Linked DNA regions of Anas platyrhynchos: region 1 is linked to region 2. Evidence: chromatin contacts called from public Hi-C data. All regions are on one chromosome and are shown on one strand. Each heading gives the region's core, a stretch centred on a gene start, on an enhancer-like site or on the middle of the called end of the contact. The rest is flanking DNA. Distances are from core to core; before and after follow the strand shown. Region 1 holds the start of PPIL2 (peptidylprolyl isomerase like 2). Region 2 has its middle 34 kb from the start of YPEL1.

Evidence for each region. A called contact is a pair of places that touch in the nucleus more often than the background predicts.
Region 1: a Hi-C map of F1 follicle shows a contact between it and region 2, with 2.0 times the contacts expected there. The contact joins the promoter of PPIL2 here to the enhancer-like site in region 2. A contact is called at or near these places in 4 of 8 Hi-C or Micro-C datasets (F1 follicle, liver, skeletal muscle and 1 more).

The regions. Positions count from the first base shown.
Region 1 is chr16:10,280,535-10,286,306 of IASCAAS_PekinDuck_T2T, forward strand. PPIL2 (peptidylprolyl isomerase like 2) reads right to left here and starts at 1,667. Exons shown (of 20, transcript XM_027469628.3): 1 at 1,303-1,667; 2 at 1,161-1,210; 3 at 368-413. The coding sequence starts at 1,334. HIRA (histone cell cycle regulator) reads right to left here. Exons shown (of 24, transcript XM_027469625.3): 22 at 5,096-5,259; 23 at 4,311-4,399; 24 at 2,751-3,720. The coding sequence ends at 3,604.
Region 2 is chr16:10,203,193-10,209,077 of IASCAAS_PekinDuck_T2T, forward strand. No RefSeq gene overlaps it. Among named protein-coding and RNA genes, the nearest start is that of YPEL1, 34 kb to the left of the region's middle. Within about 2 kb of position 2,854, at least 6 of the 8 cell types and tissues checked have an H3K27ac peak or open chromatin away from gene starts, as enhancers often do. A contact at or near this core is called in F1 follicle, where this site is marked.

The DNA of each region.
Region 1 (5,772 bases), core at 417-2,916, 76 kb after region 2:
CAAAAATAGGATAAATATCCTTTCAGTCTATCTAATCACTGCCTCTGAGATACAAATAACTGTCCAACCATATTCTAAGCAGGAAAAAAATTGATTCAAGTCCCAATTACACAGATTTCTAAGATTGGAACAAGCATGGTAACTGTTCAGAATTATTTTATCACTTTTAGCCATCAAATTCAATCTCAGCAGACACTAAGGATGGGAAATACTGATATTGTTTCAGTTCTTATTGAAATTTTCTTGTTGCATTGCTATCATAGCAGACACAAGTCAATGAAAGTACCTTGGAAGAACACAGCTTCAGCAATAGCTCAGATGAAGAGACAGGTCATTTAATAACGATAATGTAATTTTATTGCTTTACCTGCAGTGATCAAATGATATACGTCTGAAATTAGTTCGTGGATGGTCTGTTTATGAGAAACAAAGCACAGGATTAATACAAAGTATGCCAGGTAACAAAGAAACATTTGAAGTTACATTGCGCAATCTGTGTGGTAGCAATTTACCAATGACAAGAATAAACACAGTAAGCTCTGCAAACCCATAACTAAAATCAGATTCCTACTGTAGAGCACAAATACGCTCCTCAACGGAAATAACAATCAGAATAAAACGAGCAGAGATCCGACAGACTGACAGCACTGCATTTAAATGAGATGATTAATTTGTAAGTGCCTTCATGCTCTGCCCTACCGGTAGATGCAGAACTTGCTGAGGGCAAGGAGAGTTCATCTGGACGTCACACCTCCAATTTCAGCATTTTTCATGCTCATCAGTGTCACCAATTTTTGGACCCGCAGTTACAAGGCTCAGCAGTTCCAAAGCCAACCCAGGGAGCGCTCAGACATCCCTGCAGCCTGTAGGAGCTGTGCTCGAGGAGCTCCTTTCACCGGCCACCCTGAGCGACGTGACCCCGTGCCAGAGCCCTCGCACCGCTGCTCAAGCAAAGCAAGGGACAGAGAGTTTAGAGAAGGAAGTCTGCGGAGCTCCAGCAGAGAGGAGACTGGAAATTTGAGTGCAAGCGTGGAGACAAGGCCAAAGGAGACGGAGAGCAGCCCGGGGGTGCCTGAGGAGGGCAGCCCCAGCCCCAGCCCCGGCGGGGAGCGAGGCGCAGCAGCAGACCCGGGGCAGGGCCGCGGGGAGGAGGCACTCACCTGCCTTCTTGCCGCCGTAGAACTGCGTGTACTCGGCGCAGGTGATGTACCTGCGGGCAGAGCGGGGTCACCACACGGCACACAGCCACACGGCCACCCCCCCGCGCCCCCCGGCCGCCCCCCTCCCCGCCGCCCCGCTCACATCTTGTCCTTCTGGTGCTGCCGCTTCCCCATGGCTGCGGCTCGGCCCCGACCGCCGCCGGCACCCGCACGGCTGAGGCCGCGGAGCTTTTCCGGGGCGGGTGCGGCTCCGAAGGGCCCCGCCGGGAAACGCGGGCGGCGAGCGGCGTTCCGGGGCCGGCCCTCAGGAGGCGGCGGAGAGGGAGAGCCTCGGGGGGCGGCTGAGGGGAGCCGGGGGGCGGCCGCGGGCCCTGCCGGGGCCCCTCAGCTCAGGGGCGCGGCGCCACCCGCTCGGCAACGCCGGGCCTCGGGCACGGCTGAAGGCGTGAGGGGCTGAGGGAGGGCAGCTCCCGCTCGTCAGGCGGCCTGGTGGCCGCTTCCACAGAAAAAGTAGAAAGTAAAAAAAAAGAAATGGTGCGTTCAGCTGGTCCAGATCAGACTCGAGTGTCGTCCCGCCCCTCCCCCGAAGTGATTCCAGTTCAAAGTGTCCAAATGGACTGGGAGAGCCGATTTGTTTCTGCAGCTGCACAGGCCTCCTTTCCAAAAAGGCACAGCTCGGAAGCATGGAGTTGAAAATGGATAAAACGTAGCTTAAGGCCATGCTACCACCATGTTTTTCTGTCATGGTATATTGAACTGCTGGGAGCAGAGGTCAAGGAAACTGGGGCAGCTCTCCCTAGCTGGACGGTTGTGTTGCCCCAAGGAGCACATCTCTCCCTCCTCGGGTCCAGCCCGCCATGTGGCTGCAGACACCCACCAGAACACAGCCCTCAGCAGCCAAAATCCACAGCAGTGCAGCTATTCCTCGCCACTGCTGCCTGGCATTCCTCACAAGGGTGAGAGATCGACTGTTTCTGCTAGAAGTTGCTGTACATGGCATGCACTACACCCCTGTAACAGAGGGGTAATTTTTAAATACAAACACTGACTTCAATAATAATTTTCTTACTCAGAAACACCCCAACTAAGGCAGTAAACTGGGACACACCTAAATAGTTGGGCCCTGGCAATAACTGAAGCCATACACTTGCTTCCTTCCCAGCACCAAGCATACTTCAGTGAAGAAAACAAGTTGACTGATTTGGTTTCAGTGCAATTCAAAAACCACTCCACAAGTGAACTGCTGGCAGGGCACCAACACCATTTTGTTATTATGGAATGCCACACAAACAACATTGCCATAACTGGATGAAGTTTGTCACTGCTTTCAGCAGTGGTTAAGGGAGCCCTTTTTACTTTGGGTTGCCTAAAATAATGAGTACTCCCCACATAGCTCCTGCCCCTTCAGAGGAGATGTGGCTTTAGGATGTAGCTGCTCTCAGGTGACTACAAATACTTGTCTGATCCTGCTCTTAGAGTAAAGATCACCCAGACAGTATTATGTATTTCTAGAGACGTTAACATGATTCAGCTTGTGTTGACGTTTCTGGAGATGCCGTTTGTAATATAAATATAAAATTCAAGACCATGTTTGTTTTTTCATTTTTTAAACCAATGCGGTGTTCATTTATTTTTGTACTTACAAAAAGAGCCATCCCATTGTATCCCTCCCCCTCCCCAAAAATGCCTTTTACAAACATTTAAAAATTAAAAACCAGATGATGACATGTTAATTTGGTAAATTATTTTGAAACATAGCTTTTGTAATATTAGAGTTAGATTTCCTACAAGATGACTTTGTAGAGATAGCCTGATTACTGGCCAAATAAAATTCCATATTACAAGTTAGCAAATTCTAGTACAAAAATAGTCCATGTGTTAGAACAGCCTCTTATTATTATTATATTCACAGGAAAGAGTCTATTGGCTGTATAATATGTTAATATTTATGAAATTTCTTTTTATGTGGCTCATTCATCTAATTTAATATAGTGTTGAGCCTCAATAAATCCTCAGTCAAAAAACCCTAAACAGGGTTAAATATGCTGTTCAGTGTACTCTGAAGTACTGTGCTTTTCACAGGACATCCAAGAAACCCTACAAACAGTTCTCAGCTAGTTTTGATATTAAAATGAGATACAGATCCAAAAGGACCCCCCTGAAGTACATATCCACGACTTTCCATAGAAACAGAGGCCACAGCTTCGATGGTTAAGTTTCACTTGGGAAACTATCTAGGTCATCCACTCATTTTCATGGATCCACTTGTGAGCTTCTTTAAAATCTAAAGCAGGTCACTCGAGAAGCATCTGGGACCCTTATGGCACTGCCCTCTTCAGCAGCGTTCCACACTGACCGGGCTCTCTCTCTTCTTCGGTCTCTGGTTAATGCTGTTCAGCAGTTTCTATCAGACCAGGCGCCTCAAGGAAAATCTGGGGAAATGCTACTTATCTCTCAAGATGTCTAGCTGCTCTTGATATTCTGTGAAAAGCCTCTGGAAGCGGAGGTTCTGTCCAATAACAGGAAGAAGTTCTTTCAATAGTTCTCTCTTTCGTAAACCCTGCAAAACAAAAAAGAAAAACACAAAAGCATCCTTAGAATGCATTATTTAATATCATGAATAAAATCCATAGGACTGCAAGATTGTCTTTTTTCCTGCCTGGAAGGAGCTATGTAATTTTATGTTCTTACTGTGCTTACATGACTCCCAAAATAAAAACTGTTTTTACATTTATATATTCATTAAGCTGGTGCAGCCTCTGCACAGCTAGACTTCAGGCATGCTCTGAGGAGAAAAGACATTTTATTGGCATGTCACTATTTCAAAGCTGCTGTCTGAACAATGTGGAGACCTGAAAACTCAGCTCTACTCCCAACTGATTTTTATTCAAAACAGCACCAGTGCTGAGACCATGGCATTAAGTATTTGTATACAGTTCCACATGAAATAAATACAAGTGCCATGAGAGGAAGCCTTCTTACGAGATAGGAATAGAGAATGGAAAGGGTTGCAGGATTAGCAAAAAATCATTTTTGATTTTTTTTTTGTCACTAAGTTTAACTGTATCTTACGTTACACTGTTATCCATATTCTGTAATTTTCATGGGAAACGCTCCCTCATTCTTTGTTAAACTATTATCAGGACTTACCATTACTGTTGATTCCCACTGACTTCCAGCTGAGTAATGGACTGGACCCAATAAATCCTTGCATAATTCTCGCAAACGATATTCAAACCCTGAATATCATCAGAAATAAGATCACGTTCATAGGATTTCTGTATATAAAACCACTACAAAATGTAACTGACAACATTTTCAAGAAAAGAGTTGCAAGTATCTAGAACAGGATAAAGACAAAATGCATGATTTCTGAAAAAATATATTAGTATATATACAGAGATATATTCATAGAAATTAACTTAAGGAGCTCAACACTACTGATTGTTGAAATTTTAAAATGTAAAAATGCATAAAGTGCAAGTAACAGAAGCAAACTCACTTCTTTGTGTGCTCTGGTACAAAGTATCAAAGGCTTAGCAATTCTTCCACTTTTCGACATACCCTGATCATCAGTTGGCAGAGGAACATTACATGTTTTACAAGGTGTTGCTGCTTCTGAAATGTATGTAGTTGCTGCCTCATAATGCATATGATATAACCTGACAGACCACCGCATGTTATTTTTCCCCTTATCAAGATCCACAGATGGCACTGTTTCCCCAGACCATAGTCTGTTCACAGCATTTAAGAATAGGATTCCTGAGTACTGAGCACTACAGGAAGCAACACCTTCATCTGGTTTTGTTTTTTACTTTAAATAAATGCTAAGTCCAGAAGCCAAGTGCTAAACAAGAGAACATTAAATGCAATCATACATATAGATGAAGTGAACAGAGGGTTTCTTAAAATACTGAGTTGCAAAGGAGTCTCACCTTCATTAACTAGGTACCGTGCATAGATAAGGAGCCAGTGGCGATATTCATGACTGGATTGTAATATAAGTGCTGCTGCTATCTGATTCTCCAGGTATGCAAGTGTTGTTTCTTGTTGCACTAAATGAGGCATGGAGAACAATCTGGCAGCTTGCCTTCCTGAACTACAAAGCCAAAGAAAAATTAACATGTCAGCCTGATTTTATATCAGATGTTAATATATATGTTCTTGTAATACAGAAACTATTCTAAACTTAACACTTAGAGTACATATTGACACCAGAAAGCTAATTTGTGAAAAAGTAACCAATTATCTCCTTTTTGAAAATGATTTCTTGTTTTAAGTGTGATATTTAGTCTTTCTCAAAAGAGAATGTTGTTTGTTTGGATGTCAAATACTTTTCCAATCGCTTTTTTCCTGCCTGAAAGAGAACAGCAATAAAATCATACAACTTTAGTTTTATGTATTATGTATTCTTTTTTTAGTACTATGTATTCTTTTCACAAAAAATAATTACAAAATAATAATTAAAAAAAAATAAACTCAGATGTGACAGACGGAAAAAGCACAGAGAACTGCCTGGGAAATCTAATTCAAATCCATATCAAATCAATAAAGGTGACTTTATGAAATTCAGTTTAGTTAATCAAAACATCACGTGTACAAAGTTGTCAAG
Region 2 (5,885 bases), core at 1,604-4,103:
GTTGCACAATGTCTTATAACATCATCCCCGCCTCCTGCACCCACGGACGCACACATAATTGGGGCTGAGCATCCCGGAGATCCTTTCCTTCGTCCTGTGGTTGGGCTGGACATTGTAATTTTGCAGACTGACCATTCCCTCCCCTCCATGCAGCACCTCACTGGGTCCCAGTTTTGGGAGCATCCAGCCCCAGCGGCTCTGAGCACCAAGTGGTGGCACTGGGGGTGGGCTCACAGCGGCTGGGGCTGGCCAGCGGAGTGGGGACAGAGCGCAGCAGCTGGAAAACCTCGGCGAGCGTGTGGCTTCTTCCCCAGGGCAGGGAGGGCTTTCTCCAATTCACCAAAAAAATAAATAAATCCCAACCCCAAACGTATTTTTAAGGAGAAACAAAGATCAGAAATACTGTAAGCAGTGGAGACAAAGCACCAAAAATAGCATCTTAAGTTTCCTCTGTGCGCTCTCCCTGTAGGCAGCCTGCACTATATTTGTCTTCACTTGCCATTTCTGCTGCAATCAATTTGCAGTTGCCGCTGGCGAGGAACCCATCTATTAAAAGCTCGGCTGAGATCTGTGGTGAAGATGTCTGTAATACAAAAAATCTGGCCATTTTTGTAAATCAAAACAAACCCAAAACCAAGCACCCTCCGCACATCTCCTGGCCCTGGCACTGCACTGAGGTCACCGCCTGGGCTCCGGTCGCTCTGCTCCCTCCTGCAGCCCTGGCACCCAGCGCCCAGCTGGGGGGGTCACATTCTGCTGGTGCTTTGCCAGCCCGGCTTTTGGGGTTCCAGCACCACAGCCCCTGGCCAAGGTGCAGTTTGCTGGCGCTGGAGCATGTAGCAAAGTTTTGGGAGAAAGATTTGCTTTGCGGCTGCTCAGGCGCTTGGAAACATTTGGCGTTTTCTGCCTGGTGGTGCCTTATCTCAGCGATTTGCTGCAGGCCACCCTTGGGAGGCAGACTCCTCGAGGGTCAATTGCTTTTGTGGTAAATACAAATGTTTTCTATCATCATCTCTTTCATCCCGGGATGAAAGCAGAGATAGAAATCGCGTGACTCCCCCTGCTCCCTTGGTGGGCTGCTGAGAAGCTGCTCTCGCTGCCCCAAAATGTCTCCACGGGGAGATTTGGGGCTTAGAAAACTGAGGTTGGGGCTGTGCCCCTGAAAAATGCAACGGCAGCATTTCCAATAGGGTTTTGCTTCCTGGAGGCCAGCAGGGCCTGTTGGGCTGCACAGCTGGGACCCTCCCACCCATGGGGACACTGCACAGGGAAAACCTTTTTCCCATGGGTTTTCCCTGCCCGTGGTGCAGGCATGCCACTGCACACCAGGCTGGTCCCTGCACTCAGCATCCCTGGGATGCAGCCACCACGCTGCTCTCAGCCAAACCTGGCAAAAACCTCTTGAAAAAGAGGAGCCGAGGGAGGCAGGAGGGCGACGAGGCTGTTTTTAGGAGGCTGGAGGCACACAGCCTGTTTAGCCAAGCAAAACAGCGGCTGAGAGGGGATACAATTGCTGCCTATAAATAGCGCAGGGAAGCAAGCATTAGGGAGGGAAAAAAGCTATTCAAGCTAAAGGACAATGTTGGCACAAAAGCAAATAGATATAATTAGCCATTAATAAATGGAGGCCAAAGATTAGAGAAAGTATCGAATATCAGAAAAGTGAGAGCTTGGAAGGCTTTCCAGGGGGAAGGGTAGAGAACAACTCGACCTGCATTTAAAGCAGACTGTGGCTATTTTTTAAAAGCCATTAAGTTACAGGCTGTCAAATCCAGCCTGCCATGATCGCAGATGAGCCTTTTCTTCTGTGCAAAAGGGAAGATTCAGCCTCTCCGTGACGTCAGGAGCACAGAAACCACGCACAGGCCGGGGCAGCTGCCCAGTGCACAATGCTCCAGGGCAAAGTGCCGACCCCAGGGGCCCAGCGAGCCTCATCCTGCACCCCCAGCCCAGGGCCCCGTGTGGGCAGCAATGCCCCTGATCTGGAAAATATTGAAGTAAGCAGGCTCAAGCCGTGTGTGCCAGCCCCTGCGGGGAGCAGCCCCTGGCCAGCAGCAGAGGAGGAGGCCGGCTGCTCCGTGCTGAGCCCACACGGTGGGAGCAGCAGCTCCAGGGGAGGCCTCTGCTTTTCTTTCCTTCTTACGAAATCAGCTGTGGACAAACAAGAAATGAGCTCCGAACAGCAGCAGGCCTTGAGCTTGCTCTCACCAGCCCCTCTGACCTTTAAACAGCACCCAGCACAAGCAAAGTCAGTGCTGGCATCGCAGCCCAGAGGCTACAGAGCTCCCGCTCGCCCCGGGCACCGAAGGGGTGGCCGATGGAGGCAGTGCTGGCCAGGGCCGGCTGCGGGGCTGATCGGACGAGTGCCTGGGCAGGGGGTGCAGGAGCTGGCCCTGGCAGCAGGACGGGGTTGTCGGTTCCATCCGAGCCCTCCGTGCCCACAGGTGGGTGTTTGGGAGTTGCTGGGAAGGTGGAAACCCCACAAAGCACACTGCAGGATAGGCCATCACTTGCGCTTTTTTTTTCCCTCTGCCCCTCAGGGGTTAATGCCAAGGAGGATTTAAAAAACAGTCCCAGCACTGTCTCTGGGAGCTGTGTCACCCTTTTACCCCAGTGCACACTTGTTTCTTACACCCAGCCCCCACTTTTTACACAGGGCAGATGTCCTTGAGGTCTTTGCGGATGCAGTGGTCCGGCCACATCTGCCACAGGAGTGAATGCAGGAGGACAGGCTTCAGGCCCCGGCAGAGCCCTGGAGGCAGACAGGGCTGCCTGTGGCACCACAGAGGTGCTCAGGGCCTCCCCTTTCCCTTCCCTTCCCCTCCTTCCAGCCTGACACAGCCTCATATCCTCACACCCCAGGAGGCTCAGGCCTGGTCTGAGGCTTTGGGGCCGGGACGTGGCTCTGCCTGCTCAGCAGGACCCGCTGCTGTTTGCCTTCAGCTGTTTGAGTGTTTGAAAGAGGAGTTTTGGTACCAAAGGGCTGTCAGCTCCCACCACAGGGCTTTCAGGGCGCTGCTGAAGAGGCCTCCCCCAGCTGCCCCCCAGCGCGTGCTGGGCAGGGGGCCAGGCCGCGGGCAGCCGCGATGCCTGTCTGTTCGCAGGGGCACGGCTGTGGCAGGGAGACATCTCCCTCCTGGCTGCTATTTTCAGGGGATGAAGTCACCAGGCTGCAAGTGCCCGAGCTCGGCAGTGGTGACTCAGTGCTGGCCTTGCTGAGGCACCAAGCGCAGCTCCCAGCCCAGGCCCTGCCTCACACAGAGCTGCAGCACCCATGGCCTTTGGGGTCTCGGCTTCGCAACAACAGCACTGGGAACCCCAGTCCCACCGGGGCACTGAGGTTGCCCCCAGGCTCTCTCTGTCAGCTCCGAGGAGGAGCTGCTTCTCAGAGCCACCCCGGGGTTTGTTCCATAGGGACGAACGTCCCCTCAGCGGCAGCATCCCTCACGTGCCACGGGGCAGCCCAGCTCCTCACAGAGCAGAGCGGCTGCACCAGCCCTGGGCACAGCCTCGCCTCCAGCCCCTTCCCCACTGTCACCGCACAGGGCACTTAAATCCTCTGCTGCCACCTCAATAATATTTATTTCCAAAGAAAGCAGAAGCAAGAAAATCCTGGCCATACTGCATGCTGCAAGCCACTGCCAGGCCGGGGCCGGCAGCTGCCCGCCTCCTTCCTGTTTGGCCAATGCAGTTTGTTTGCCTTCTCCAAAGCAAACAGTGTGGATATTCTGGGGGGTGTTTGGCAAATCCCCCCCCACCTTGCTTATAAAAGCTGCTTCCTGGCATGAGGTTTCCGGCATCCTGTTCCTTCCAAACACCGTTGGCGAGGGGTGGCTGAGGGATCCCAGTAATATTTTAAGCTCCCAACAAAGCCAACAAAAGCCCCCCTCCACGGGGCCCAACAAAGCCCGTGCTGGGGTCACCGTGCCCGGTGGGGCTGCACCCACCAGTGCTGCACTGCCCGGCTGCCTATGGGACAGCACGGAGCCAGCGGCACCAACCTGAGGGCATGTGCCTGCTCCAGCACCTTCAGCATCCCCCCTCCTCTGTTAGCAGCACGACCACAAAACCTGCAGCTGCCCTGAACTGTTTCAGTGTCTCCAAAGACCGCTTTTACCTTGCTGTCCTAAAAGCCATGGTGACAACAGCACAATGGCAGCAATTTGCAGCAGACCGCCCGGGCAGCCACAGCATGAAGCCACACCAGACACAGCCTCATTGCTCCCGATTTCCTCTGGGATCATGGGCTCTTCTAAAGGGGATCAAGCAGATGAACAGCAGCTTTTTCTGCTCTTAATTCTGCTTTTCCTGCTAGGCAAGAGCCACAAAGCCTTAGCAGGGGCTCCTGGCCTCAACGCCACCCTTCCAGCCCTCAGTGCAAGGCCAGGCTGTGGGGCCCGGTGCCTGCATGAGCCCAGCCATGACCCAGCAAAAGGGGATTCTGCTTCCTGCTGGCAGCTCTGTGGCTCACAGGGGTGGCTGCCCCCTGCTCCTTACCAGCAGCTGCATCAAGGCTTGAACCATGGACATCAGGCCAAAGCCCAGGGAAACGAATGGGCACAAACATCTGCTTGCTCAGACAGGAAAGCAAGTGCTCGCCCAGCTTCTCACCCTAGGGGGGAGCAGCTTGGGCCCTGGGGAGCAGTCACTGCTTGGTCCCTTTCTTGAAAGGAGCCTGAGAGAGAAGCAGGATTTTCCTGGAGAACTCAAAACACAGAGTTTGACTGCAAACTACTCGCACTTCACAGCCCTGCAAGGGATGGGCACCAATTTGATCTTTCCTGGATGCTGAAGCAGAGCAATTGCCTGTCTGAGCTCCTGCTTCCAACAGAGTGGGCTGTAGCAGCCGGAGCCAGTGGGAAACAGGCAAATTTAAAATGAACAATATCCTGTTTTTTTCCTTTTGGTAAGTATGGAAATAGAGTTGTATCTATTTAGTTTAAAACCCATTAAATTAGCGTGGCTTCCCACACAGACAATACCACAGCAGTCCTCGAAGGGCCTCCTGATGTCACGCCAGAAAAAGCAGAGGTGACAGAGTGCAGCTCCCGCGTGCCCCACATCTCCGCAGCAGGACGGGAATGAGCAGTCGCAGCTGCCAGCCCCACCACACGCCGCTGCCTTCTCGAGGTGCCCTGTGTTTGTGGCACTTGCTGTGGCAGCGCCAGGCCTCAGGAAGGGATGAGTCCGCTGGTCACCCAGTGTCTCTGCTTTTCATCAAAATGACTCAGGTGTGGGGCACAGCAAAGTAACAGAGCGCTGGTGCTATTACAGTCAAGGCCAAACAAAAGCTATGTGAAATCCTTATTTTTCCCTCTCCTTCAAGAGCATTGACTGTGATAGTGCCAAAGACACACAAAAAAAAATCTGCTTACAAATAGCATAGCAGGACACAGGAGTGTTTTTCTGTAGTAAGGCTACACAATCCCTGCTTGACCCTCAGGCCAGAACTAGAGTTTAGGGTGCTGTCCTTGCTGCAGAACTAAGCGATTAAAGGGGCAGAAAAGGTTTCAGAAATCTTTTCCAGGTAGTGGAAACCGCAAACCATCCCGCAGTGAGACAGGTTTTGTAAAAAATGAGGGCTACACGACACTGCCCTGCTCTGTGTACCCACCTTGTGCCCAGCAAGCTCGCTAAACATTTTGACTTGTATTTAAAATAAATAAAAAAAAGAGGTTGTGTCACTTTGTCCCTGTAGTTCTGCTGATCAGAAGAAAAGCTGAAGTAAAAAACAAATAAACAAAGAAAACCAAAACCTGACCAACTATGCAAAAGTTGAGGTGTCGGAGGGAGCAGAGAGGTGGGAGTTTGGAACAAGAGCTGGCTGCGTGCTCTGGCTGCTCAAGTCCTGGCGGTGCTCGCTGCGCTGCAAACCCCAGCCCAGC